Regions from separate parts of the Mus musculus genome. Here regions 1, 2 and 4 are each linked to region 3. Evidence: chromatin contacts called from public Hi-C and HiChIP or PLAC-seq data. All regions are on one chromosome and are shown on one strand. The core of a region is the stretch at or near the end of the contact, and the rest is flanking DNA. Distances in the headings are between cores, read along the strand shown.

Region 1 (6,604 bases), core at 2,153-4,652, 230 kb before region 3:
AAATATTTATGTTATGCCCAAAGGTCGGTACTACACTCAACACTGGTCAGAGAAAGTGGTTTTTGCAGTGGCCAGCAGTCATTACTGGTCTGAAAATAAGTGATTATGAGGACTTAACCCTAAATGAGAGCACTATAAACTCTCCCCCAGTACTTAACAAAAGGGGGGGGGGCGGGAAAAAAAAGAGCTAAAGGACAGGGAGAATGCTATTTTATAGCGTTCTATAAAATGTTAGCTTCTGGATATGGCATGGCTGTTGTGCTTATGACCTCAGTAACTGTGGTTACCTGCACAAGATCAAGCCAGTCAAAAGTCCAACATGGATGGAGGAGGGGCTCACTAATCCTTCCTTCTACCTCAGGACCTATTGTCACTTGATAGGGAAAGAAGAGTCATTTTTCTTTGAGGGCATAGCCACTAATAGGTTACCCATACTTCAGTATATGGTCTCATGCCCATATACACTTGAGTGGCACTAACTGGATGCAATGGGATATTGTTATGCCAGGGCCTCTTGGGTGCCACAGAAGAACTCTAAGAATTGCCAACCCACTGTAATATAACAAAAGAGCCTTTATTTGAATCAGACCTAGATAGCAAACCTTCCCCACAGGTTAAGAATGCGATACTGGAGTCTAGCTAGGGGCTGGAAGTTTTTATGCATAAGCAGGGATCCTCAGCTTTGGGGTTACATGATGGGGAGGTGACAAGAAAAACCATCCCTCAAACTCAATACTGTTTGTTCAGACAGCAAGGCAGAATTGTGCAGCTGGGAGAGGACTCCTCTGACCTGAGGGCTATCAGGAACTAGTTTTTACAACTGGCCACAGCTGTCTGGGAATACCTAATTGCCCTTCTCTCCTGGACAAAAAGTGGAGTACTGATCTTTGCAAGGATGCTTGGTTCATTTTTCTCAAGGACGGGAGCCATTAACACTGGGAAGTGCTAGTTATCTACCAGGGAGGATCCCAGCCTCAGAGATACGGAAGTTGGGATAAGTATTCCCAAAGCTAGTATCTGCCACTCCTCTGAAAGGGAGGGGAGTCATTAAGGAGTGCCACCATGAAAAGGGAGATTGCAATATTCTGGTCCCAGGTTGGACTCTTCCTGTTGGGAGAGGGGAGTGGAGCTCTGCTTCAGCAGCAGGAATGTACAGAGACAGGCAGGCTTCCTGCATCTCTTCATCACACCCAAAGAGCTTGGGACTCTCCTTTCTCTCTCTTGTTTGGTGAGATGATGATTAAGGCAATCACTGGACTGAGCACAGGGTCCTCAATGGAGGAGCTAGAGAATGGACCCAAGGAGCTGATGGAGTTTGCAACCTCACAGAAGGAACAACAATATGAACCAACCAGTACCCCCAGAGCTCCCAGGGACTAAACCACCAACCAAAGAGTACACACGGAGGGACTCAAGGTTCCAGCCCCATATGTAGCAGAGGATAGCCTTGTGGGACATCATTGAGAAGAGATGTCCTTGGTCCTGTGAAGGCCCCAGTGTAGGGGAATCCCAGAACAGGTAAGTGAGAGTGGGTGGGTTGGTGAGCAGGGGGAGAGAGGATGGGATAGGGGGTTTTTGGAGGGGAGATGAGGAAAGGGGATAACATTTGAAATGTTAATATAGACAGTATCTAATAATAAAAAATAAACTTAAAAAATAAAAACATAAAATAATCCTTGGCATCATTTAAAGAATCAGATGGTATCTTCCTGGGAATCACCCTGATTTATGAAATCACTTTGACTTAAATAAAAAGTCAAAATGTGTGCTTATTCAGTATTGTTAGGGGAGGGTTTCATGAGGCTCTGCCCATAGCTGAGGGGCTATTGGCAATTGATAGCTGAGGCGTGCCTTTTTCTTTTGTGGGTGCAGCTACTGGACCCCCACACATGCACAGATTTCCCAGTGCACCTGCAGGATACACTAACTGAGCTCAGTGAACAGGAGATGAAGGTGAATAGAGTATGATGCAAGCAAGGTACATTGTATCTGAGTGTACAATTGGTAAGGATAAATAAAAGTATTTTTGGATAAAAAATTTAAATGCATGCTAAAATAAATGAGCAAAGCTTTTAAAGTTAATTGTTTAAATTTTCAACATTCAAATTACGTCCTGATGTTGGCATCACCCAGCAACTTGGAGAAAAAGGAGCATCTCTTACAGATATGGAACAGGACATGGATTTTTGTTAAGGATCTTGTTAAAGAAATATCCCAAGGTACCACTCTATCTAGAGAACACTGGCTTCTCTAGTAAAGATGATGGCTTAGAGTCTACTCTATCCCCCATTCCTCCAGCTCTGTCTACCTTTGGAAGTAGCATATCCTTTCCCTTCCTGCATCTAGGCAAATGTGACAGCCTACACATTAGAGAACGCATCAGTATATAAACACAATGCTTTCATTCATTGGAAATTATCATCCATTTTTAAACTTTGCCCTTTTGCTCACTCTCTCCGTGGGACTCTTGGGAAAGAGCTGCGGGCTGGGATAAGAGTATGCCCATTGTGGTGAAAGCTTTGGACACCATCAAGATGCTCTGGTGAGGATTGTCCCTTCCCTGTAGTAAAGAAAGGAGAGAAAACATGTAGAGATTAACAATGGGAAGAGACAGTCACTACAGCATCAGCATGCTTGAGTGTTAAGTCCTCGTAAAAGAAATTGCTAACCTTCTGACCTCAGCAAGTCTCTTGGACTCTTTGTTCCTCTGCTTTAAAATGAGAAGAATCCTTTCCAACGCCACCAAGTCAGGATACGTACTAAGTTTGAAAAGTATGCAGCTGGGGGTATTTTATTGTGGACACTTTCTCTAAAAGACCTTGGCTTGTGGAGAGCAGAGAAGGAGATAACGAATCAATGCAGGTTTGAAAGAAATAAAGGTTCATTATGCACAAAGGTGTTTCCTTCTGCATCAGGAGAAAACAGCCATTGGCTCACTCAGCAAAGACCTCCATGAAGCAAACACTCAAAGGGTGAGTATATCTACAATCCCTACAAAATGGAGAACTCCTTAGGGTCAGGCTTCCACAGAGGCAGAACACCAAGGACCCTCTCCTTAAGTCTACGCTGAGGCAGCCCCAGACCCGCCGCTGCAGATAAGCCCCTTGTCCACATAGAAATGAAGCAGAAATTCATCTCTGAAGCAGCACGAACCAAGGTGTCTGGCACAAACAGAACTTGGAAATAGAATTGCACCATCAGTAGAATGAGGGAATGACCAGCTTGAGTTATTGACGAATGTATCTCGGGGCACACGAAGCTGAAGGTCAGTCCTCCTCCAAGAGAACCCAGCCTAAGTAATTCACTATTCCATTCTCATGGCTTAGACCACAGATGACATAACTGTGGTGACCTTCTGACTCTGCCCTTTTCTGACTCTCTGGTTTCCTTTTACTAGCTGTCCACATAGAGTCAGCAGAAGCTCTGGAGTAAACAGGAAAAAAAAAATGCCCATCCCATCCCAGGATAGACAGTTGCAGCTAAGAAACCAACAGCCAAATGCTGAAGGAAACTCTGTTCCTGCTGCTGATGCATGTTCACAAAGACACAGAGCTCAACTGTGATCTTTCCAGGTTCCTCTGATGTCATTCATGATGTATTGACTTAATCCATTCTATAGCACGTAAGCACGATTGCTGACGCTTATTGAATCCAGGCAGTACGCTAAACCTTCCAGACACTGTAGGCCATTTCATGCTCCCAATAATCACATGAGATTATTGGAGAAACAGAGGTTCAAAGAAATGCAAAAGCTTGTCCAAGAGTAAGCAGCTTCTTAGCTGAAGAACCAGTTGTAAACATTCACCATCTGGCTCCCGAGTCTCATCTATCGTCAGAGAGTGGTGAGCAGCCAGGAGGCCACTTGCCTTTGTGCAAGCGTCATCCATAAGGATTTTGCCCCACCTCTACCCTTTCAGCTTAGTTAACTTGACCTTTTTCACAAAATTCCATATCAGATCTTATTTCTCAGGAGCCACTATCAGGCTAAGTTAGACCATGAGACTTAATGGTCTCACCACCAGAGTCATTCACTCTCTGCACCCTATGTGTCTGACCTTGTTCTCTGAGAACAATATCCAAATGCAGAATGCATTCCCTCCCGTGTGTACAAAGTAAAACCATCCCTCCTTCTAGTTATTCTGGCCTGATCCTCCTCCCATTCACACTCTATTCTGGGCTACAGAAAAGGACTTGCTCATTTAAGCCTCTGCAGAACCTTGAGTCTTGATTCTGGTTTCTCCACAAATGGGGTACCTGTTCTCTTTGCCACTGACACTTGGGAGTGGAAAAGTATGAATTCAATAATACCATTCACCCTAAGTCAAACCCAGTATGGCCAGGAAATAGCTCACACCCCCATACAGAATCATACAGCTCTTTCTGTAATTCGGAGTCTTGGCACAACTTTTCTGGGTTCCAGACAGGGGAAGAAGTTTGGCCACCCCCATCCCAACGTGTGTACTCATTTCCTGCCCAGGACAAACCACTTCCCTTCATGAGCGCCTGTATCTTGGGTAAAACCCCACCCCCACCTCCAGGCTGTCATCTTGTGCTGTGAGCCCAACCTCACAATCATCCAGCACTCCGGTATTAGTACTTTTTCCAAATTGTATGTGATTCATCTGCATCTACCATCATTGTGATCCCAGGAAAGCTCTTGGCACACAGTGGGTGTCTGATGTATATTTCTTCAGTAAATGGAAGATGGAGCAAATGCCATCTAAGATGCCTGCGTAGCACTTTTGGGTTTACAAGACCATTATTTCAAATGACAGATGAGAGAACTAAGCAACACTGTCCATTGATAAAGACTGGGAGACCCTGGCATTGATTTTTATTGTACTCAGTACTACACTGTATTCGGGAGTCAGCAAGAGGCAGCCTCTGCCAAATGGCTGACCATAAAGTGTTGAAGGAGCACAACTTTATCCTTCATCATTCAGAATCCATGCCTGATTTGGGGCAGTTGTGGTGAGGGAAGTGGCTATCCCAGAATGCAAGAGCTCCCGCATGCCTGCAAAGCTGACAGTTGACCCTTTAAAGAAAGCATGCTGCAGCCCTGGCTGGTATTGCTGGTGCCTTGTATGTTCAGATATATGCGCAGTGCACACTCACACACATTAAAAATTTGCCCACAGAGAGAAGTGTATCCTATCACTACTCCCTGCAGCCCTCAAGACTGCCTGCTGTGATAAGGACTGTATCAGAGTTTTTCACAATTGTGTCTGTTAGTGTTGGGGGAAATTTTTAGACCTTCTATGGACTTGGTTATATTCACTCTAAAAATATGAAGGAATTGAAAGAGTAAGAGGCAAGGAAGGAGAGAGGGAAAGTGTGAGAGAGAGAAGCAAGGAAGGAAAGGAAGAGGGTGGGGAAAGAAAGGGAGAGAAAGAAGTGCTAGAATAGCACATTGGGTGGAGGGGGAAGAGCGAGGCAGAAGGAGAGTTTGAAGGCTCATTGAGCCACATGAACATACTTCATCTCATAAAGTTTTTTTTAAATAATAGATTTTAATAAAAGTCTCTCCAAAGAAGTTATAACGAAGGCAATGCTTTAAGAAAATTATTGCTTTTTTTTTCTTTCTTTCTTTTTTTTTTTTTTTTTTTTTTTTTTTTTTTTTTTTGGTCCATGGAGTCTTTATTTTGGTTTTCAGGTAGCTACTTACTCAAGGAAGCTGAAAACAGATAATGACTTGGAGGAAAATGAAACTAATTTTTCCAATTACACTAGTAAGGGGTATCTAATGAAGCCCACATGAATATGAAAAATCCTTTATAGCTATGTTTTAGATTGCACTACTGAGATCTCTAAATTACCTTAGACAAGAGGATGTGCTTAAACATGTACCAAAGCTCATCCCTGTGACTGGGAAACACGATAGATGATAGATAGATAGGTAGATAGATAGATAGATAGATAGATAGATAGATAGATAGATAGATAGATAGATAAGCAGTGAGGAAAAGATGCCAACAGTGCCTCTCTCTGAATCACATGATGATTTGAATACAAGCTGTTCTCAAAACAAAAACTTCCTGTATTGATTTTTTCTTTTCTCCTTTTACAAAAAGGGTAAACAAGAATGATGTTCTATTTCCAAAAATATGTGGAAAAGAAGGAAATTCTGAGACAGAAGTTTCCTGACAGTGTTGCTTCATGAATTCAGGTTGTGTCAATCTTCTGTGGTCTCTTAAATTGTTACAATTCAGAAAATTGTAAGAAACTGCTGGCAACACATGTAAATCTTACCCATAAGAACATAATTTCTGGACTAGAGAATAGAAACTGATTTTCACTCTGCGGTTATTGTACAGCCATTCAAATTTTTACGTCTGTTTTTAATGCCACCCAAACTGTTAGTATCTGTAGAGAACTGTTCTTGTGAATTGGTCTACATAAAGGACAGCAGTTGTCAATTCAACAATCTTGTGACAGTATACACACAAATTCACACACAGACATACGCACAGACACACACACACACACACACACACACACACACATTATAAATCTGAATATGGGAGAAAGGCAAATACTCCATCAGAACTTCAGAAGGGATCAGGGTAATGATAGCATCAGAAATACAGTATTTTTTAAAAAAACC
Region 2 (6,029 bases), core at 3,434-5,933, 250 kb before region 3:
AAACCTGCTCTTAAACCCACTTTCTTTTGCTCAAGGCAGAGATAAGAGGAATTAGGAATCTCTCTGTGGAAAATACCCAGGAAGTGAGCCATTCTGAATGATGTGGAATGGAGTCCTGCATAGGCTATCTAGCATTCTAAAGCCACAACTCCTAATTTTCATACATACCCAAAAAAGAATGAGGAGGCAGGAGACAACATGAGGTATAGGGGAGAGGAGAGAACACAAAGAAGGTAAAAAGGTTTCCATTTGATGCTAGAATTGCCAGATATAATTCCCAGTCTCCAGCTCCAGAGGATATGCCAACTTGCCTATCATCCTGCACTTTAAGAGGATGGAAGAAGGAGGGAAATAAAGGGAGAGGAGGGGGGAGGAGGGAAGAAGGGTAGATAGTACTAGACCTCAAACTGGTTCCTTTTTATACTCTGTTCAAGCCCCAGAGACATCTGTGTGCCAGGCAGGTAACCCAGGCCCCAGACCAGAGAAGGGGAGCCACTATTTGGTATTATTTGTGTGGTATGCAATAGGCTCAGTGTTGTCCATTATTCCATTTAATCCTCTTGCAAGCGGTTAAGGTGGATGCGCTCACTTTGAGGAAGAAGGAGCAACTCGGAAAGTCTCACATACTCGGGGTAATCCGTACAAGCAGTAGGGAACCAGGGTGGGATTTGGACTCACACGGGTCTCATATCCTGAGAGCGCTTCTGTGCTTCCGCACTGCAAATGAGCGGTGGCACAGGAAAGGCCATTTAGAATGTTAGAAGAGTCTTACAATGTTTCTTAAACAGCCCCACCACCAACTGTCAGGCCCATCAGTCTTTAACATGCATTACCTGCAATGAAGTGCCCTAGAGTCAGATGTGTTTACCTTACTACCACAACAGGTCAGCACTTCCAGCTCCCAAAAGCCTTCACAGTATTGATGTGGATCCTAACTTCATTTTAACCCATTTCTGTTCATTGTTTTCTCTGTGTTCAACAATAAGCATGCTGTCTATTAGGGATTTTTTTTTTCAAGGACCGTTGTGAATCCAGAGTCTCCCTTTTACATATGACTTCTCTTGAGATTCCTGTCTATATCATAAATATTCTTGGCCTGGTAGCATCAAGGAAATGGTTAGATTTGAAGGAATGTCTGTGAAGTGACCCTTTGCACAATGCCCGCCAGGTTAAGAGTTCCCATTGATCCCAAATTCGGCTGGGAATGAAGATTCCTCTAGATGTCGCTGTTGGGACTTTCCCTGGGTATTCATTCTCCAGGGAAGAAGAAACTAAAACGTTTCTTCTGTTTCTTCAAAGATTAAGATATTTCCAAGAGGTCTTCACCCTCCCCTCCCCCACAAAATCAGAGAGTCTCAAACAATTGTGTAGAGAACTGAGAAAACCTACTCTCACAGGCGATACAGTGTTTCATCCCTCCCCGCCCCACCCCTTCAAATCAGAGAGCCTCAAACAATTGTGTCCAGAAGTGGGAAACTCTACTCTCACAGGTAATACAGTGTTTCATTTTAATGAGCATCTCGTTATCTAATCCTCTCTGTATGGCATCACAGAGCTATCCCAAGAAAACAAGAAAAAGAGACAAAAAGAAAAGCGACCTCACATTCTCAGAGTCACGGCTAGCCATGTGCTGTGTCTGTTACTAGACATCTGTAATCTTAATGTGTGTCATATTAGCTACGCATCTCTGTTGAGTGTCACTGGGTTTACTTCACTGGTACAGTAAGGAGCTGAAGTTCTGGGAGAGGAAATGACGGATCCAACACCTTCACTAGAACCACATGTTCTCTGAGAAGCACCATCTGCCCGGTCCTTATAGGAGTCGTTCTGAAGAAGTTGACTAGGTCACAAATCATCTGACTCGAAAGCCCCATTTCCCTGACCTGTGACTTGACCCGGGCACTCTCCCAGACTCAGGATCAGGAAGGCACCCTGAAGCTGCTTTCCCAGCAACGTCCTCCAGCTGTCTCCTGAGGCTTCAGTCCCGGGTGTGTGTAATGGCTACAGACTCATCTCTCCTCCCTTTAACCCTCACTGCTCTAGAATGATCTAGAAAGGCATTTCTACATCTCAGTCAACAATGTTCCCCATCTAAATAGGAACGCTAAAATCTGAAAGAGAATATTCCAGACTCCCAACATCCAAACATCAACTAAGCCTCTTCTCTCAGAATAAACCCCTCCAGACTCAGGCACTGAGGAGACAGATTGCAGAGATACAGTCTAGATGCTCAGTCCACAAATCTCTGGAGCCACAGCAAGATTCCTACTGCCTGGGGCACCTATACAAGTCTTCATATCCACAATAGACTATCTTATCATGGGTTCACAAGCTGATGAGACTTGAGTTGCATGACTGGTACCCCACAAAATATTGTCTAGGTCTTAGCAAGATCCCTGTGACTTTCAAAGCGGCCAGCCCACTTTTTGAACAGCACTGACTGGCCAAATATTCAAGCTCCCATCTCTGTGACTTGGGTTATAACTTGGGTGTCCTTCTTATATGTCTGCCCCGGAAACCATGTGAGGAAAAGGAGATCAGAGTGGTGTTAGTTGTCAGCTGAGAGCATTTTAAGCCTTCAGAAGCCACTAAGACTCTTGGGGTTTGAACCCCACCACGCATCCTTCACTCTTCTTTTGCTGACACCTCCAAAAGTGAAGTAACAGAGATGGCACCCTTCTCCAAGGTCTTCTTCCAGCTCAACAGTGTCAATCTCTCAATACCCAGCCCCTCCTTGAACCAACTCCAGCAATGGCATTCTTAGAAGGAGAAGCCTGTGCTTAGTCTTAAGCATGAAACTATCTAATCAATTCTTGAAGAAAAACTACAGTATGCCTGCCATTTGACTTCAGGAAATGCAAATGCTTCAAAATAAGGTAGACTTTTTCCATCATTGGGTTTCTCAGAATTACAGCTGAGGTCACCCCACTGTACACATGAAGACCAAAGGGGAAAAACAGAAGAAAAAAACGCCTGCATGTGTGAGAGACAAGCCTGGGCTTGTACTTCTGCCACCATCTGTAGATGCTCAGCTCTGGCAGATATCACCACAAGCCACCTGATACAGAGGGACCTTAGGACTAGAGAGATAGAGCCTGTTTTTGATGTGACATCCTGGCTTTGATCCAGGGCATGAATCCTACTTTTCCACCTAACTTAGAATCTGTGAGAGTCAGGCCAATATTCTCCCTGCCAGGGGAAAAAGCAAGCACTCCTTCTCACTACACTGATGCCCTTAGCACTGGTCCAGCCAGAGCTACAGAAGGAAATAAGAGAGATGGTCTAGTTGACTCCACTCAGCAAATGCATCTTCTTGGCTGATCAGTAGGAGAGACTAAACAGTAGTCTCTGCCAGGATGTGTTTTAAAGGACAACTGGCTTGATAGAGGCAGGGCATTCCACTTGACAGGAACCAGAGGTATGCAGGTGGAAGCATATCCATGTAGTTGTGTACTGGAGCTGCACGTCTCCAAACTTGTGTAGAGTGGGGGGAAATCCGTTTGGGCATTAGAGTCACACTGACTGAGTTTTGATCTCCACCCTACTAGCAACTAGATGTGTGGCTGAGAACAAGCCAGTTAACCCTTTCTTATTCATCTATTTATTTATTTATATTCCAACTGCTGCACCCTCATCCCATTCCTCCCTCACAGAGTCCTTCTTCCCATTTCCCCTCCCCTTCTCCTCTAGGAGGATGCTCCCCCACTCCTCACCCATATATCCCCTCCCACCCTGGAATATCAAGTCCCTGCAGGATTAATTATGCACATCCTCTCCTGCTGAGGCAATACAAAGCAGTCCTCTGCTTCATACTTCATACGGCATCTGCATCTGTTTCAGTCAGCTGCCGGGTAGAGCATCTCAGAGGACAGTTATGCTAGACTCCTGTCTGCAAGCACAACATGGCATCCGTAATAGTGTCAGAGATTAGTGTTTACCCAAGGGATAGGTCTCAAGTTGGGCCGTTATTGTTTGGCCATTTCTTCAGTCTCTGCTCCATCTTTGCCCACCCTCCAGTTAAACTTTTAAAACCTATAGTTTCTAATGTAAATAACAGAGATAACTGTAAACTATCTCTCATGGGATGATTGTAAAAATTAAATCTCTTATGGGATGCTTGTAAAAAAATGTAAAAATGAAATCATGGCTGTAGCATGCTCAGTAAAACATTACAGAAATAGTCAACATTAGTTATGATGGTGGTAGTGGTGATGACATTTATTACTATTAAGACACAGAATAAAATGAGGGAGGGTATGGGCTGATACTGGAGAGATTGGGAGGAGTCAAAAGCCCATCAGAGCTGTAGGGAACATAAATTAGAAAGTGATTCACAGCAAAGAGAGTCCGATTTGCATCTCTCTGGTTTCTTTTGGTTGATGTTCTACAGTCCCAAAGATGAGATTGGACAACAGTCACACTTCCTTAGACTATTACACTTTGGGATCAAATTTCTGGTTATACACATCCACGAGTATGTGCAGGGCAGCAACAAGCCTCACAAGAACACTGCTTAGATGATAATTATGGGCTAAGATCTAGAGAGTGGAAGCTGGCCTTCAGCCTTTGATGGGCCAGAAGCCCCGTGTGAGTCCAGAACAGCTAGAGATGAATACTGCCCCTACTTCTGCTGGGGGTTCCTCTAGTAGTGAGCTTGCTCAGACAGCAGAGGGAACCCTTCACTCAGCTTCTAGCTGTTCTCGGGGCCCCAGGGTCTTTCTCGAATGAATCTGGACAATAAGATAAAGGAAGTAACTGGTAGTACCCATGTGTCTCTGTTTAGTTTCTGTTTCCAGGATCTGTCCGTTGGTGAGTCGGGTGTTGAAGTCTCCCACTATTATTGTGTGAGGTGCAATGTGTGCTTTGAGCTTTACTAAAGTTTCTTTAATGAATGTGGCTGCCCTTGCGTTTGGAGCATAGATATTTAGAATTGAGAGTTCATTTTGTAGATGAACTTTTGGTAGATTTTTACCTTTGATGAGTATGAAGTGCCCCTTCTTGTCTTTTTAGATAACTTTGAGTTGGAAGTCAATTTTATTTGATATTAGAATGGCTACTCCAGCTTGTTTCTTCAGACCATTTGCTTGAAAATTGCTTTCCAGCCTTTTACTCTGAGGTAGTGTCTGTCTTTATCCCCGAGGTGGGTTTCCTGTAAGCAGCAAAATGTTGGGTCCTGTTTGTGTAGCCAGTTTGTTAGTCTATATCTTTTTATTGGGTAATTGAGTCCTTTGATGTTAAGAGAAATCAAAGAAAAGTAATTGGTGTTTCCTGCATGGTACTGGTACAGCGACAGACAGGTAGGTAGATCAATGGAATAGAATTGAAGACCCAGAAATGAACCCACACACCTATGGTCACTTGATCTTTGACAAGGGAGCTAAAACCATCCAGTGGAAAAAAGACAGCATTTTCAACAATTGGTGCTGGCACAACTGGTTGTTATCATGTAGAAGGATGAGAATTAATCCATTCTTATCTCCTTGTACAAAGCTCAAGTCTAAGTGGATCAAAGAACTCCACATAAAACCACAGACACTGAAATTTATAGAGGAGAAAGTGGGGAAAACCCTTAAAGATATGGGCTCAGGGGAAAAAATTCCTAAACAGAACAGCAATGGTCTGTGCTGTAAGATCAAGAATCGACAAATGGGACCTCATAAAATTGCAAAGCTTCTGTAGGGCAAAAGATACTGTCAATAAGACAAAAAGGCCACCAACAGATTGGAAAAGAATTTTTACCAATCCTAAATCTGATAGGGGACTAATATCCAATATATACAAAGAGCTCAAGAAGCTGAACTCCAGAGATTCAAATAATCCCATTATAAAATGGGGCTCAGAGCTGAACAAAGAATTCTCAACTGAGGAATACCAAAGGGCTGTGAAGCACTTTAAAAATGTTCAGCATCCTTAATTATCAGGGAAATGCAAATCAAAACAACCCTGAGATTCTACCTCACACCAGTCAGAATGGCTAGGATCGAAATTTCAGGTGACAGCAGATGCTGGTGAGGATGTGGAGAAAGAGG
Region 3 (6,859 bases), core at 27-2,526:
GGGAATGAATCTGGACAAGTGTCAGTATCCCCCTCTGCTTCCTGGGATGCTAAGACATGCAGAGTCCTAGTGACACACACCAGCTTCTGAGATGTCCCCACACACTCCCAGCCAGGAAGGACTGTACCTTTAAATTGTGAGCCAAAATAAGCCCCTCCCCTCCACCATCCAGCTGTATCTGATGAGCGTCCTCTCACAGTGATAAGAAGAATGACTGAGGCAGTGTCTCAAAATTACACATAAAATGAATAAGACCAAAAGGATGCTTACACCAAATACTTCAAACGTGATGTAGTAAATCATATTTTTTTCCTTTGAAAAATTCAGCTGTTATGCTCACAGCCTGCCTGTCTCCCAGGAGGTCTGTAGTAACCAGGGACACAGACAGGAGCCTAGCATGGTTGTCCTCTGAGAGGCCCTACCAGCAGCTGATTAAGACAGATGCAGATACTTACATCCAACCAGCCATTGGACTAAAGTCAGGGACCCCTATGGAGGAATTAGAGGAAGGATTGAAGGAGATGAAGGAGAGGGTGACCCCATAGGAAGGCCGGCAATCTCAACTAACTCAGACCCCCAAAGTGATCCCAGAGCCACCAACCAGGCAGCATACACGGGCTGATCGGGCTGAACGGAGGAGACCCTCAGCACATATATAGCAGAGGACTGCCTGGTCTGGCTTCAGTGAGAGAAGCTGTGCATAATACTTGAGACCCCAGGGAAAGGGGATGGGGGAACACCCTCTCTGAGGCAAGGGGGAGGGGGAATGAGGTGAACTGGGAGGGGGGACTGGGAAGGGGGGCAATGACTGGAATATAAATAAAATTAATTTTTTTAAAAAAGGAAATGCAAAAGATCTAGAAAGTCCAGTGCAATTTTTGAAAAATAAAGTTGGAAGACCCACACTTGCTGATTTCCAAACTTATCACAAGGTCACAGTAAGCAACGCAGCATGGTGCCAGCACACTGCTGAGGATGCAGAGGTAGAAAAGAACTGAGAGGTCATAAATAAACTTGTAGTCAAGGAAAAAAACAGTCAGCTATTACATATCCACAGTGGTGACACCTGAGATGTAAGAACGCAGGTACATTGAAACTGAAACTGTACTAAACAATTGCTAATCGAAACAAAGAGGAAATTTTTCAGTAAACCGTGAGTAGAAAACCTACACCATTTGAGAAAATATAACAACACTTTATGCCATAGTTAGAAACCAGAAAGTTCCCCAACAGGAAGCAAAATGAGGACGTTCCCTCCTCTTTAGCTTCATCCTGGGAACCCTCCTAGCTAACTAGGAAATGAGAAATTGTAAGAAAAGGAAATGAGAGGGACATAGATCAGGAAGACATAAATCCTTGTTTACAGATAGCCAGAATGGTGAAGCAGAAAACCCCAAATAACCAACAAAGAAACTCCTAGAATGAAGAAATCCCTGTGGCAAGCTTGTACCATGAGGCTGTAAGAGCCACAAACTTCGGCGAGAATATTTCCAAGTACTACACTGAGTAAAAGGACCGAGGCTCAAAGTAGATAAAGAACGACTAGGATTAAACAATATGAAAACAACCCTATTTTAAGATGAGCCAATGCTCTTCACAGACGTTCCACCAAAAGACACACAAGTAGTAAATAAGCCCATGAATATATGCCTCAACATTGTGTCAGTGGAAACATGGAAGTTAAAACAAGAAGCCAGAACACCACACCTGTCAGTATGGCCAAGACTTGGAAAGCCACAACACCCAATGCTGCCAGAGAAGCGGAACAAGAACTCTAAGCCACGGCTACCAGTAATGCAGGGTGGCTTAGAAAACCCACAACTCAGCTTAACCGCTTCTTACAAAACTAAGTATACTTTTAGTACAAAACCCAACAACCAGCCGGGCAGTGATGGCCCATGCTTTTAATCCTAGCACTCAGGAGGCAGGGACAAGCAAATCTCTGAGTTTGAGGCCAGCCTGATCTACAGAGAGCGCTCCAGGACAGCCAAGGATACAAAGAGAAACCTTGTCTCAAAAAAACAGATAGATAGATAGATAGATAGATAGATAGATAGATAGATAGATAGATAGATAGATAGATAAACAGACAGACAGATAGATAGATAGATAGATAGATAGATAGATAGATAGATAGATAGATAGATAGATAGATGAACAGACAGACAGACAGACAGACAGACAGACAGACAGACAGACAGATAGATAGATAGATACATAGATACATAGATACATAGATACATAGATACATAGATGAACAGACAGATGGATGAACAGACAGACAGATACAGACAGACACATAATTCTAGCAAACTATACTTCTTGGTAGGCAAAACGTAAAAAAGCTATGTGGATATTTCTAATAGCTTTTATTCATAATTATCAAAACTCATGAGCATCTAGGGTGTCCTTTAGTAAACAAGTGGGTGGATGAGCTGTGGCACAGCCAGACAACAGAAAAGAAATCAGCCTGGGTGTGGCCTATAATCCCAGCACTTGGGAGGCAGAGACAGGTGGATCTCTGTGAGTTTGAGGCCAGCCTAGTCTATATAATGAGGCCATCCAGAATTACATGAGCCAGCCATCTCTACTCCCCTGCCACTATTTTAAAATAATAGTTTAAACTTTTGACATATAATCCACATACTGTAAGACTCACCATTTTGAAATGGCCCATTGTGTGAGCATAAAGCGGCCACTCCCCATTCTCCCTCTCAGCCTCTGACAACCACGAGTGCACTTTCTGTCTTTGGATTTCCCCATGCTGGATGTCTCCGTCTGGAATAATGCAGTGAACAGTATTTTTGTTGTGTAGCAAATTTGCAAGGTTTAGCCATGTTGCATGCTCTGTCTGGAATAATGCAGTGAACAGTATTTTTGTTGTGTAGCAAATTTGCAAGGTTTAGCCATGTTGTAATATGCATCACCTTTGTTCCTTTGATGGCACAGTAGTATTCCACGTATGCCTAATGTCACATTTTGTCTCTTTGCCTCCTGGGTTGCTTTACTCTAGCTAATAAGAGTAGTGCTGTTGTAAATAGTCTTATACACTTTTTTTTTTATAGATTGGTATTTCCTAATAGCCTATGTCTTAGACAGGGTTTCTTTTTTTTAATTAGGTATTTTCTTCATTTACATTTCAAATGCTATCCCAAAAGTCCCCCATACCCTCCCCCACCCACTCCCCTACCCACCCACTCCCACTTCTTGGCCCTGGCGTTCCCCTGTACTGAGGCAGATAAAGTTTGCAAGACCAAGGGGCCTCTCTTCCCAGTGATGGCCGACTAGGCCATCTGCTACATATGCAACTAGAGACACGAGCTCCAGGGGTATTGGTTAGTTCATATTATTGTTCCATCTATAGTGTGCAGACCCCTTTAGCTCCTTGGGTACTTTCTCTAGCTCCACCATTGGGGGCCCTGTGTTCCACCCAATAGCTGACTGTGAGCATCCATTTCTGTATTTGCCAGGTACCATGATAGCCTCACAAAAGACAGCTATATCAGGGTCCTTTCAGCAAAATCTTGCAGGCGTATGCAATGGTGTCAGCGTTTGGAGGCTGATTATGGGATGGATCCCTGGGTGTGGCAGTCTCTAGATGGTCCATCCTTTTGTTAGACAAGGTTTCTATTCCTGCACAAACATCATGACCAAAAAGCAAATTGGGGAGGAAAGGGTTTATTCAGCTTACACTTCCATACTGTTCATCACCAAGAAAGTCAGGACTGGAACACAAGCAGGTCAGGAAGCAGGAGCTGATGCAGAGGCCATGGAGGGATGTTCTTTACTGGCTTGCTTCCCCTGGCTTGCTCAGCCTGCTCTCTTATAGAATCCAAGACTACCAGCCCAGAGATGGTCCGACCCACAAGGGGCCTTTCCCCCTTGATCACTAATTGAGAAAATGCCTTACAGTTGGATCTCATGGAGGCATTTCCTCAACTGAAGCTCCTTTCTCTGTGATAACTCCAGCTGTGTCAAGTTGACACAAAACTAGCCAGTTCAGCCTATATTTGATATTTATTTCTATCAAGTTTTGCATTTTTCAAAGGCTTGATTTTTATTTACCTGTGTGTGTTTGTATATATGCCACATGTGTGCAGGGACCTGAAGTGGTCAGAAGAGGGTGCTGGATTCCTTGGGGTTAGAGTAAGAAGCAGTTAGGAGTCTTGCCAGTCACCTGCTATGGGTGCAGGAACCCTACTGGAGTGCTCTGGAAGCCAAGGGACGCTCTCAGGTTTCTCTGTCTTGCTGCTTATATAAATTTAACATTGTTGCAACTTCCCCACAAGTTGCTCCCTTTTTCCCTGTGAAATAGGACCCTTTATTTCTCCAAAGCTTTTGCCTTTATTTTGGCAGATGACATTTCCATAGCCGTTTTAGGTTCAAGGCTAACGGAGGGGACATGGGTGATTTCCTTAGCACCCTGTGCTTCCGCTGAGCAGAGTTTGAATCCCCAGCATCCAAGATGTCTTTTCTTTCTTTTTTCTTTTTGTTTGTTTTTCACGTGTATGGGTGTTTTGTCTGTATGTATTTCTGTGCCCCGCTTGCATGCCTGGTGCCCATGGAGGCCAGACAAGGCTTTCAGATGCTCTGTCTGGAACTGGGGTTACAGATAGTTGTTAGACCGGCACCCATGTTTAAAAAGCTAGGCATAGCACAATAGGGGGAACAGGATTATTGGGGCTTGCTGGATGCCTGTCAAGCTCTAAGCGCTGTGAGAGACCCAGTCTCAAGGGAATGACAAAGCAGGATACTTGATGTCCCCCTCTGACTTTGACACTCATGTGCACAGGCACATGCACCCCATCACTCACACACACACAATGTTGTCAGCAGTCAAGAGAGGTGGGATTGCAGCCCGGGTGGAAGGGTGCTTGCCTAGCGTGCAGATGACCCAGACAGAGTTCCACCCCAGCACTGCTCATCCAGATAACCTTGGCATTTGGAAGGTTGTGGCATGATTAGGAATTCAAGGTCATCCTGAGCTACACAGAGAGTGTGAGACCACCTCTCTGCTAAATGAGACCCTAACCTTTATATGTGTGTGTGTGTATACACATATATACATACACACACCACACACACAAAATAAATGCAAAATCTACAAGTCATGGCCAGAGTTTTCCGCCACTGGCAGAACAAACTAACCAAAAATCATTAATGACAGATTAAAACAACCTGTGAAAAACGTGCGTTTGTGTTCCTGTAGAAAAACCATCTGCCAGCTCCTGAGAGGAAGAGAAGCATCACTGAGGGCCAGGATGTGGCTCAGAGACAGAACATGCTCAGTGCTCTTCCATACAAGAGGCCTGACGTTGAGGCCCAACACCACAGAGATGAAATAAATCCTCTCAGGGGCTGACTCCCCAGAGGGACACACCAGGAGACAAACAGGCCTGGGACAATGCCTCCATCAGTCCCCTCATTACACAACTCTGTCCTGACTGAGGAGGAACTGAGAGGTGCAGAGAAGGCTAGCATCTGACCCAAGGTCACCAGCTTGCTCCCAGCCTCCCTTCACCACAACATGGTCCCTTACTAAGCTTGAGATTTGACAACTCTTTATTTGTATACACACCCCTGAGGTGCTGGAACAATTGAACATGAGACAAGAGTCAAACACATATGAGCACCTACTGTATACCAGACGGCAAGAATTTAGAAGAGAAACGGCAGCAGGTTATCGAGTTCCTGCTCCAGCTCGTGACTTGGTGTTGCAAGCACTGGAGGTTGTTTCCATTCAGTCTGAAACATCTTCCAGGCACGAGTTCTCCTCCCTGGTGACTGGTGGGACAGAGACAAGATGGCAGGCAGGACTTGGCCTTGAACGCTCCTATCTGCATGGCAGCAGTGTGTCCATGGCTCCTGCCTCTGATGGGTATCGAAACTTAAGACCTAGGAGCGAGCACTGGGCTGTAGAGATGGTAAGAGCATGAACCTAAGTTTAATTCCCAGAACTCACGTGCAGAGAGATATGATTAAAAATAATATTTTTTAACATAAATGCTGGATGGATCAGCCTCCTGGCAACCTTGTGAAGCAGGTGAGACATGTGGATTTTACAAAGGGAGGAAACTGAGGCACACACAAAGAAACGTCCACTGTGGGCTCACCCCATAAGTCCCATCCAGTAGGCAGGGAGAATGTCGAAGGACCACACCACGCCTCCACGAGCAAGCTGCTCCATCACTCACCAAACAGTTTTATTTCCCATCCCTACGCTCAAGAGTCCTGTGACCCAAGGACAAGCACAGGCTTCCCTGGATCAACTTCACAGTGACATTTCCCGTGGCTCAAAAGACAGTGAACGATCCCACTGAGGAAGGCTTCCCTGGCACACGGCTGGGGGACGCTTCCATTCTGGACACAGAACACAAGAGGTAGGACTTGTCTCCCCCAGAAAAATCTCCTGAGTTGCGCGGTTCCGGTCCACTGCATCACCCTATAAAGGAGTCAGTGGACACACTGAGAATCAATTTGTGCACTCAGCCATGGTCACTTACAGCCCCGGCCAGAGATGGCAGGTGGGCAGCAAGAATCCAGGTTACCAGCTCAGGCCGGTGCTCCCTCTGAAGGCTCCCACCAGGGACACCTCAGCTTGGGGTCCAGGGAGCACTTTGTGCACAGAAGTTAAGAATAACAAACAGCACAAGCAGCTGGAAATTACCAAAACCATCCAGCCCGTCGAGATGGGCAATCGGAGGGTGCACATACAAGTAAAGTGATGCAGCTCAAGGCCAGATCTCAGGTCCATGGTGACCTGGGTCTTATCACTCAACCATGTTTGCCAGAAGCATTTGCCAAAACCAGTGGAGCGGGTAAGGCAACCAATCCATGGGACTTTTCAGACCTTTTTCTT
Region 4 (6,745 bases), core at 4,200-6,699, 230 kb after region 3:
TTGTTTTAATGATAAGTAACTTGTCATTCACTTACTGTGTTCTAATTTCATGAGAACCTTCTTTTATCCTGTGGCATTTTGTATTTTATGTTTCCCCTCTTGATAAGTATTAGAGCAACATATTGCCTTTAAAAATTAGTCTACCAACAGAAAAGAAAACAAAACAAGACATGAATCACCTCCAGTATCATGTGTATAAATGTTTCTAATGGCATTATTCAAAGTAGCCACAAACCCCAAGCTCTTAAGTGCCTACCACCAGGAAAATGAGAAATGGGTTGTGACATTTCATGCAAGCATGGTGTTGCTTAGCAACAGAGAGAAATGAACGACTGATAGATTTGACCATACAAATGCAGCTCGACAACATTATTGCCAGCAGATCGCCCAGAGGTGGGGTTGTATGAGCCTGTTTACAGGGCGTTCTAGAGGCTCCAGACTAATTGTAATGATATTAATCAAGTTAGTGACAGTGATCACCTAGGGCAAAAGGAAGGGGCCACAGATGGTCCTGAGAGCCCCCTGCCGTGGAGTGGGCTGTACAGGGCCTAGGAGAACTTGCTGAGCTGGAGCCCCAAAACATATGTGTTTTGTTGTATCTATACAGTCTTAAGAAAGTTTATCTCTTCCCAGAGGAGAAAAAGCATAACCATGAGGAGCCCAAAAGCACCAATGATATGTTCTGTCCCAAGTTAGCAGTGCGCCAGATATCATAATCTCTCTGTTTGTGCCTCTTTGTCTCTGCTATGTCTCTTACACACAGGCGCACACGTACACGTGCACATAAACACATTTGCACACACTGGCAGATATAAATATCTATTTTTGTTATAAAAGCAAATGATGGAAAATAATGAACTTAAGAAACTGATTAGATATCCCCAAAGCTACCTGTGGCTGTGCTGTGTATCCAGAGCCTGGGGTTTCTAAGGCGAGGGTGCAGGCAGGGAAGTGGACACCCAGCTAAGGTCTCCCCCAGGGTACTTGCTGCATATCATTCCAGAGTCTGCCTAGGCTTCTGCTCACATCTGTCTCCCCTGCTTCTCCTGTCCTTTGCCTGCAGAGGCCAGATGAGCAAGGCCTGTCATGAATTCCCAGGCCAGAAACAGTGGGGGACACTCAGCAGGAAGTGTGTGACAAAGCCACAGGCCAGAGTCTCTTTCCAGAGACTTCCATAGCACACTATGCCTGTGGCCAGCTTGACTCTGGGCATGCGTGTGGCCATGACTGTGATTCACTCTGCCCCAGTGCATTGACAGACAGAGCAGGGTGCTACATCAGGTGCCTTTCCTGGTGAGGAAGGACACAGTCTACCATGGCACACTGCATCCAGTCAGGACAGCCATAAGCTTAGCAGGCAGAGATGATCTGTGGATGCTCAGCTTGTTTTCTGCTTTTGGTTAAGTGAGGCATCCCAGCCCGAGGAATGTCACTGCCTACAGTCAGGGTGGCGGCTCTCTGGAAATGTCCTCACAGACACACACGGAATACATCCCCTAGGGGACTGCCAATCCAGTCAAGTGTAAAGATGATCTCAGACTCTGTCTTTGCCACAGGGTGGACTGTGCCTCAGGAACTCCGGTCACAATTGTGCAATCGATGTCAGCTGGCCTCTAGGCAAGCAGTGTCATCTCACAGTGTCCCCCATGGGACACTGAGGAATCTTCATGGAGACTTCCAGGCCCTTTAGCCAAGGCCTAAGTATACCAAGACACCTAGCCTTAGCCTTTTAAAGCTTGATCGTGTTAGCATCTACATGAACCCTCCTGTCTCCCAAGTCACCTGTCTTTCAGTGGTTAGAGTGGCACTTCTGAAGTGAAGGCACCTGTGCCAGGAACTGGACACCTGCGTTCCCCACACCTTCTCACTGCTGCTTGGGTCTCCTGCCTCATCTTCCCCATCCATGCCCTAAAGTGTTTGGGGATTCTAGCAAGAGCATCGGGTTCTGTCAGTTCCTTCTACCCTGATTCAGATGCCCCTTCCAGGAAGCCCTCTCAGATTCCCTGGGCAGGGGTTATTGGACTTAGCTAAGGCTCCACTCAAGACTCTCCACGAAGGGAGGGAGGGAGGGAGGAAAAGGAAGGGAGCAAAGAAATGATATTGACAGTGTCAGCAAACCTTTATTGTTACAGAGACAGAATCAAAGTGCACAGGATGGGGTAGGGTGTGGTGCACATGGGGACAGCCCAAGGAGACCAGAGAGCTGAGTTCATGCCTGGCTTTCCTCAGGATCTTTCTTGGTCTCCTTCTCCAACTCAAGATGCTTCTTTTCCTGTTCACTGCACCTGTCCTGGAAGATATCAGGGAGGAGAGCAGAGTGAGTAAGCCAGGGCTGGTGGCACACACCAGGGTTGATGAATACTGAGGCAAGAGGATTGCTATGAGTTGCAGTAGAGTAGCCTGGGCTGCAAGATTAAATACAAAAACAAAACAAAACAGAAAAAACAGGACAGAACAACAAAAAAAAATGGCAAGGTAGGTAAGCCTGAGGGGCAGCTTGAAGCCAACCCAGCCTTAACCAGAGCCCAGGAGAGAATGGTAGAAGAGGACATAGCCCACAGGTGTCCTCTGACATCCACACATGTCTTATAGCATGCTTGTGTACCCACACAGTCACACATGCACACACACTAGCTATGAATACACCTATTGTAAGGTGGGTTGGGGGGAGTACTGTTGTTGGTCACAATGGCACGGTAGTGTCAACCAGATGTGTCTTAGATCTGCCATGGCTCCCTGCAGTGGCAGGACAGTGGTTCTCAGCCTTCCTAATAATGCAAAACTTTAACACAGTTTCTTGTGTTGTGGTGATCACCGACCATGATTTCATTGCTACTTCATAACTGTAATTAGTCTACTATTATAAATCATAAATACCTGACGTGCAGGACATCTGACATACAGGTTGAGACCCATCCTAGAGAACCACTAGTCTAGGGTAAGTTGTCCCTCATCTCTGAGCTCCGGCTTATTCACCCCATTGATTGTGAGCAGAATCCCCCAAAGGGCAGGCATTATCTAAACACTTCTGTCCACAGGTGCAGGATGAGTCTACTGGCCCCACTGGTTGTGGGGTGGGGAAGTCATGCTGTGAAATGGCTCAATGGCAGTGTCTGTGTGCAGGCACCTCTCCCGGGGAATCCTGGGGCTGGTGATGCCAGGAAAGGCTCAGGTGACCAGAGAATGAAGTTACAAAAGCATTGAGTATCTTAAACTACATGCAAGGTGACTGTTTGATCCCATGGCTTCGCCTGGGTGAAAAACAAAACTGATGTCGCCTCTCCCTCAGCACAAGTGTAGACCGGACATCAAGGAGTCTCAGTGTGGGTCAACCCTGCCTATCAAAGCCATCGGGCTTGCTGGAGTTGGGGTGACATGGAAGATGTCAATCAAAACTCCTGCTTGAAAAGGTAGTGAATATGAAGGACAGGAAGAAACCTGGGATCCTGGCACCGGCTGTTCCCTCAGTGACCCCTCCTGGTCTTCCTCTTATCCTCCACAAGCTTTCTAGAATCTCCTACTTAACCTCACCTTCTTCAGGCTCACTGCCCATCTAGGATCTCTGTGACTCTCAGCTCTCACAGGAGGCAGGAGAGTTAACAAGATACCTGCCTCGCTGAGCTGCCTTAACCAGAAGCTTGCCCTCTCTGAGCCTCTAGGGTCACTGACACTGGGAGCACTGCTGGGGTGGTATCGTACAGCCTCCTCATTTACCTTTTTCCAGTCGACAAATATGATTTCTGATTCATCCATGCCCACGTGTGTGACAGCCTTCTGAAATACTTCCCGCAGCTCCGGGGGGATATCTGGCCTTCTAGCTGCATGGGAGAAGGGATCCAAAGTTATGCTGGCTATGGGTCCAGTAGATGGGAGGCCAGGTAGGGATGTGGGATGTGGGTGGGTGACCAAGAGTAAGGCCCAGTTGAGCTGGGGACCAGGGATGAGAGGACCCTACCGCTCAGGGACAGTCCCCGTTTCTTCTCATCCTTCAGGTCAAAGAAAAGCATGATGGCCCCATGTTTCTCTAGCACTCTCAGGTGGAGAAGGGTTTCTACTTCTCCTTCTGTTGGAGGAAGGTCTTTGTGAGTCACTAGAATGATGCTGTGGTTCACATCCCCAAGGGAAGGAAGCACATAGCTATGGGCAAGTGCCTGGGGCTCCCTGAGGCTGCCATGTGCTCAGCCTCTGCTGGATGCAAGCCTCACTTCTCATTCTTCATAGGTATGGAAGAGCTGGGGCCTTGGAAAGGGCCCTTGGTGGTGTGGTGGTGGGGCATAGTTAACACTTCCCCTTAAACATCAAAACATCTGCTTAGGGACAATTAAAAGCTAACCAGTGTCTGATCTGGCCCACCAGCATTGGGTTGTTCTCCTCCATGCTGTCCCTGGTGACCTGGGGGTGTGGCTAAAGTCACTGGTTTCCCAACCCATGGCTTTCCACTCTGAGGTCACGAAGGGTCATAAAGAATGATCAAAACAAGTCAGGCCTGGCAGCTGGACTCCAGTTTGAAATCTACGTCCACTTACAAGCCCCAGAGAGTGACTTCACAGACCAAACTGCCCTGTTCTGCTGTCCCCTCAGAACTGGCAATACCCTCCCAGAAAGCAGTGAGTTCACACCTTCACCATACTTGAAGAGGGTCCCATTCTCTCTCTGGAATCCCAGAAGGTTGGAGTTATAGACACAGTGGTCATCTCTAAAAAGCAAAGAGAGAGGACAACTGATGGAGAGGTGATCTGACTAGCCCAGGGTAGGAAGGGGGCAAGAGGCAAGACAGCTGTCCCCATTTCTGAAAGTGGGTGGGGAGGCCAGGCAGAGCCAGTTTGCTCAGGTCTCTAGGAATCTGGGAGTGGAAGCCAGGGCCAGGGTGGGCTGGCTGTTACAAGGACTCACTTGGTGTGATACTCTCGAAGCTCCATCGTGTCATTTATCAAGTTTAGGGTAAGGTAAAAAAATATAGTCTGTACCTTTTGAATTTCCTGCCTATAATCAGGGTCTGAGTCAGCCACAGCAATGAGAAACCATTTGCCAGATAGCTGGGGAGAAGCAGGCACACAGATGAGCAGGCCTTGTAGTGAGGACCTTGGCATTCATCCACGATGAGGGGCAGGCAAGCTATGGCTCAGAGTGATGATTCTGCCTTTGGAGACAGGGGGATGCCACCAGGGTATACACAAGTGGGAAGGGCAGTACCAGGAGCCCAGAGCTGAACACAGACACCAGGGAAGGGAAAGCCCAGAGGAAAGAGTAGAATCCTACAGTGAACAGGTCCAGGCCCCGGGCAGACACTTACCCAGCTCAGGGTCTCATTGGTGATAGGGTCGCCTATGTTGATGGCATGCTCTGGGTTCTGAGCTTCCAACAGTGGCAGGAGGCTCAACATGATGAGAACCGTGTGTAGTTCCATGCTGAGGATACTCAGAGGCACCAGAGCTGGGAAGAGATAACTGGTGGCTGGAGGGTGCAGTGGCTTTTATAACAGGATGTGGGGAGGGCATGGGACTGCAGCCAGGGGCTGTAGAGCAGTGAGTGCCACAAACTCACCAGCACTTGATAAATGTCTTGTGCAAAATGTTCCCTCAAGCCAGCTTTGTGCAGCTCTCTCAGCCAGCTGGCTGTGACACAGGCTCCTGCCCTACACCAGAGTGGCTGATTCATGATCAAGGTGGGTACAGGGCTAGCCTGATGATACTTAGGTCCCAGACAGTGGTCCCACCCCTCTCTTATCCCATGAAGCTGCCTAGCAGGAGTGAAACCTACACATACATCAACCCGCCCCCAAGCATGATAAGAAGGGGTCCCAGGTCAAGTTCATAGTGAACATAGAAGACACTTAGGGGCTCAAGTTAAGGCCCAAGGACAAAGATGGATTAGTTTCCAAAGGAGTGTGATGTTCCTGAGGACCCCTTCCCAGCCTAGAGGCAGCCAAATGCCCAAAAAGGGTTGATTCTGACTTGAACATCTAGTTCAGCAAAGCTCCCAGTATCTACAGCAGGAAAGGATCTGCCTAGGACAGTGTGTGCCCAATCCAGTGTCTGTGCCCAGCATCCAGTCAATATCTGGTTCTACTTCCTCCCTGATAGATATAGCCTGATCTCTGTCTACATAATGAACACTCTCTAGAAGAATTGCAGGGACAGGCCTGGTGACTCCTGCTGAGGCACAGAGTCATTGCTGGGAGCTTGAGATTACAGTGAGCTGCTTCAAAACATCAATAGCAGCAAACGTGTTAGAACATGCTCACAGTGTCGTGATCTATTTCACTCCCTCCCTCTCTCTCTCTCTCTCACACACACACACACATACAGACAGAAACACACACACACACACTCACACACTTGCACCCACTAGCAAATTTAAAAATCTCTTTTTGTTATACAGCCAAATGAAGAAAAACAATAAACTTAAGATAGGGAAAAGAAATCTTCAAAACTACCTGTGGCTGTGCTGTGTATCCAGAGCCTGGGGTTTCTAAGGCGAGGGTGCAGGCAGGGAAGTGGACACCCAGCTAAGGTCTCCCCCAGGGTACTTGCTGCATATCATTCCAGAGTCTGCCTAGGCTTCTGCTCACATCTGTCTCCCCTGCTTCTCCTGTCCTTTGCCTGCAGAGGCCAGATGAGCAAGGCCTGTGTGAATTCCCAGGCCAGAAACAGTGGGAGACACTCAGCAGGAAGTGTGTGACAAAGCCCCAGGCCAGAGTCTCCTTGCAGAGACTTCCATGGCACCCTATGCTTGTGGCTAGCTT

Evidence for each region. A called contact is a pair of places that touch in the nucleus more often than the background predicts. HiChIP or PLAC-seq counts read pairs in DNA pulled down with a chosen protein or histone mark.
Region 1: a contact with region 3 is called in an H3K4me3 HiChIP or PLAC-seq map of bone marrow-derived macrophages, with 3 times the contacts expected there. The contact joins two enhancer-like sites. A contact is called at or near these places in 1 of 115 datasets of contacts at active chromatin or transcription factors (bone marrow-derived macrophages) and 2 of 9 other capture datasets (adipose tissue and liver).
Region 2: an H3K4me3 HiChIP or PLAC-seq map of bone marrow-derived macrophages shows a contact between it and region 3, with 4 times the contacts expected there. The contact joins two enhancer-like sites. A contact is called at or near these places in 1 of 39 promoter capture datasets (macrophages), 1 of 15 datasets of contacts at CTCF or cohesin (the NIH/3T3 cell line), 2 of 484 Hi-C or Micro-C datasets (both in bone marrow-derived macrophages), 3 of 115 datasets of contacts at active chromatin or transcription factors (CD8 T cells, bone marrow-derived macrophages and microglia) and 3 of 9 other capture datasets (adipose tissue, liver and macrophages).
Region 4: a Hi-C map of B cells shows a contact between it and region 3, with 1.8 times the contacts expected there. The contact joins the promoter of Orm3 here to the enhancer-like site in region 3. A contact is called at or near these places in 8 of 39 promoter capture datasets (the C10 cell line, the HPC-7 cell line, embryonic stem cells and 4 more), 1 of 15 datasets of contacts at CTCF or cohesin (embryonic stem cells), 1 of 484 Hi-C or Micro-C datasets (B cells) and 3 of 9 other capture datasets (embryonic stem cells, liver and macrophages).

What each region holds. Positions count from the first base shown.
Region 1 is chr4:63,821,214-63,827,817 of GRCm38.p6, reverse strand. No RefSeq gene overlaps it. Among named protein-coding and RNA genes, the nearest start is that of Tnfsf8, 37 kb to the left of the region's middle. Within about 2 kb of position 3,402, at least 21 of the 459 cell types and tissues checked have an H3K27ac peak or open chromatin away from gene starts, as enhancers often do. A contact at or near this core is called in bone marrow-derived macrophages, where this site is marked.
Region 2 is chr4:63,839,310-63,845,338 of GRCm38.p6, reverse strand. All of the region lies in intron 2 of Tnfsf8 (tumor necrosis factor (ligand) superfamily, member 8), which reads left to right. Among named protein-coding and RNA genes, the nearest start is that of Tnfsf8, 19 kb to the left of the region's middle. Within about 2 kb of position 4,683, at least 17 of the 459 cell types and tissues checked have an H3K27ac peak or open chromatin away from gene starts, as enhancers often do. A contact at or near this core is called in CD8 T cells and bone marrow-derived macrophages, where this site is marked.
Region 3 is chr4:63,585,043-63,591,901 of GRCm38.p6, reverse strand. It overlaps Tmem268 (transmembrane protein 268), which reads right to left. Exons shown (of 10, transcript NM_001356354.1): 10 at 5,545-6,859. Among named protein-coding and RNA genes, the nearest start is that of Gm11213, 12 kb to the left of the region's middle. Within about 2 kb of position 1,276, at least 44 of the 459 cell types and tissues checked have an H3K27ac peak or open chromatin away from gene starts, as enhancers often do. A contact at or near this core is called in B cells, CD8 T cells, bone marrow-derived macrophages and 1 more, where this site is marked.
Region 4 is chr4:63,354,862-63,361,606 of GRCm38.p6, reverse strand. Orm3 (orosomucoid 3) reads right to left here and starts at 5,449. Exons shown (of 6, transcript NM_013623.3): 1 at 5,294-5,449; 2 at 4,894-5,036; 3 at 4,626-4,696; 4 at 3,956-4,063; 5 at 3,715-3,818; 6 at 2,101-2,290. The coding sequence starts at 5,407. The coding sequence ends at 2,210.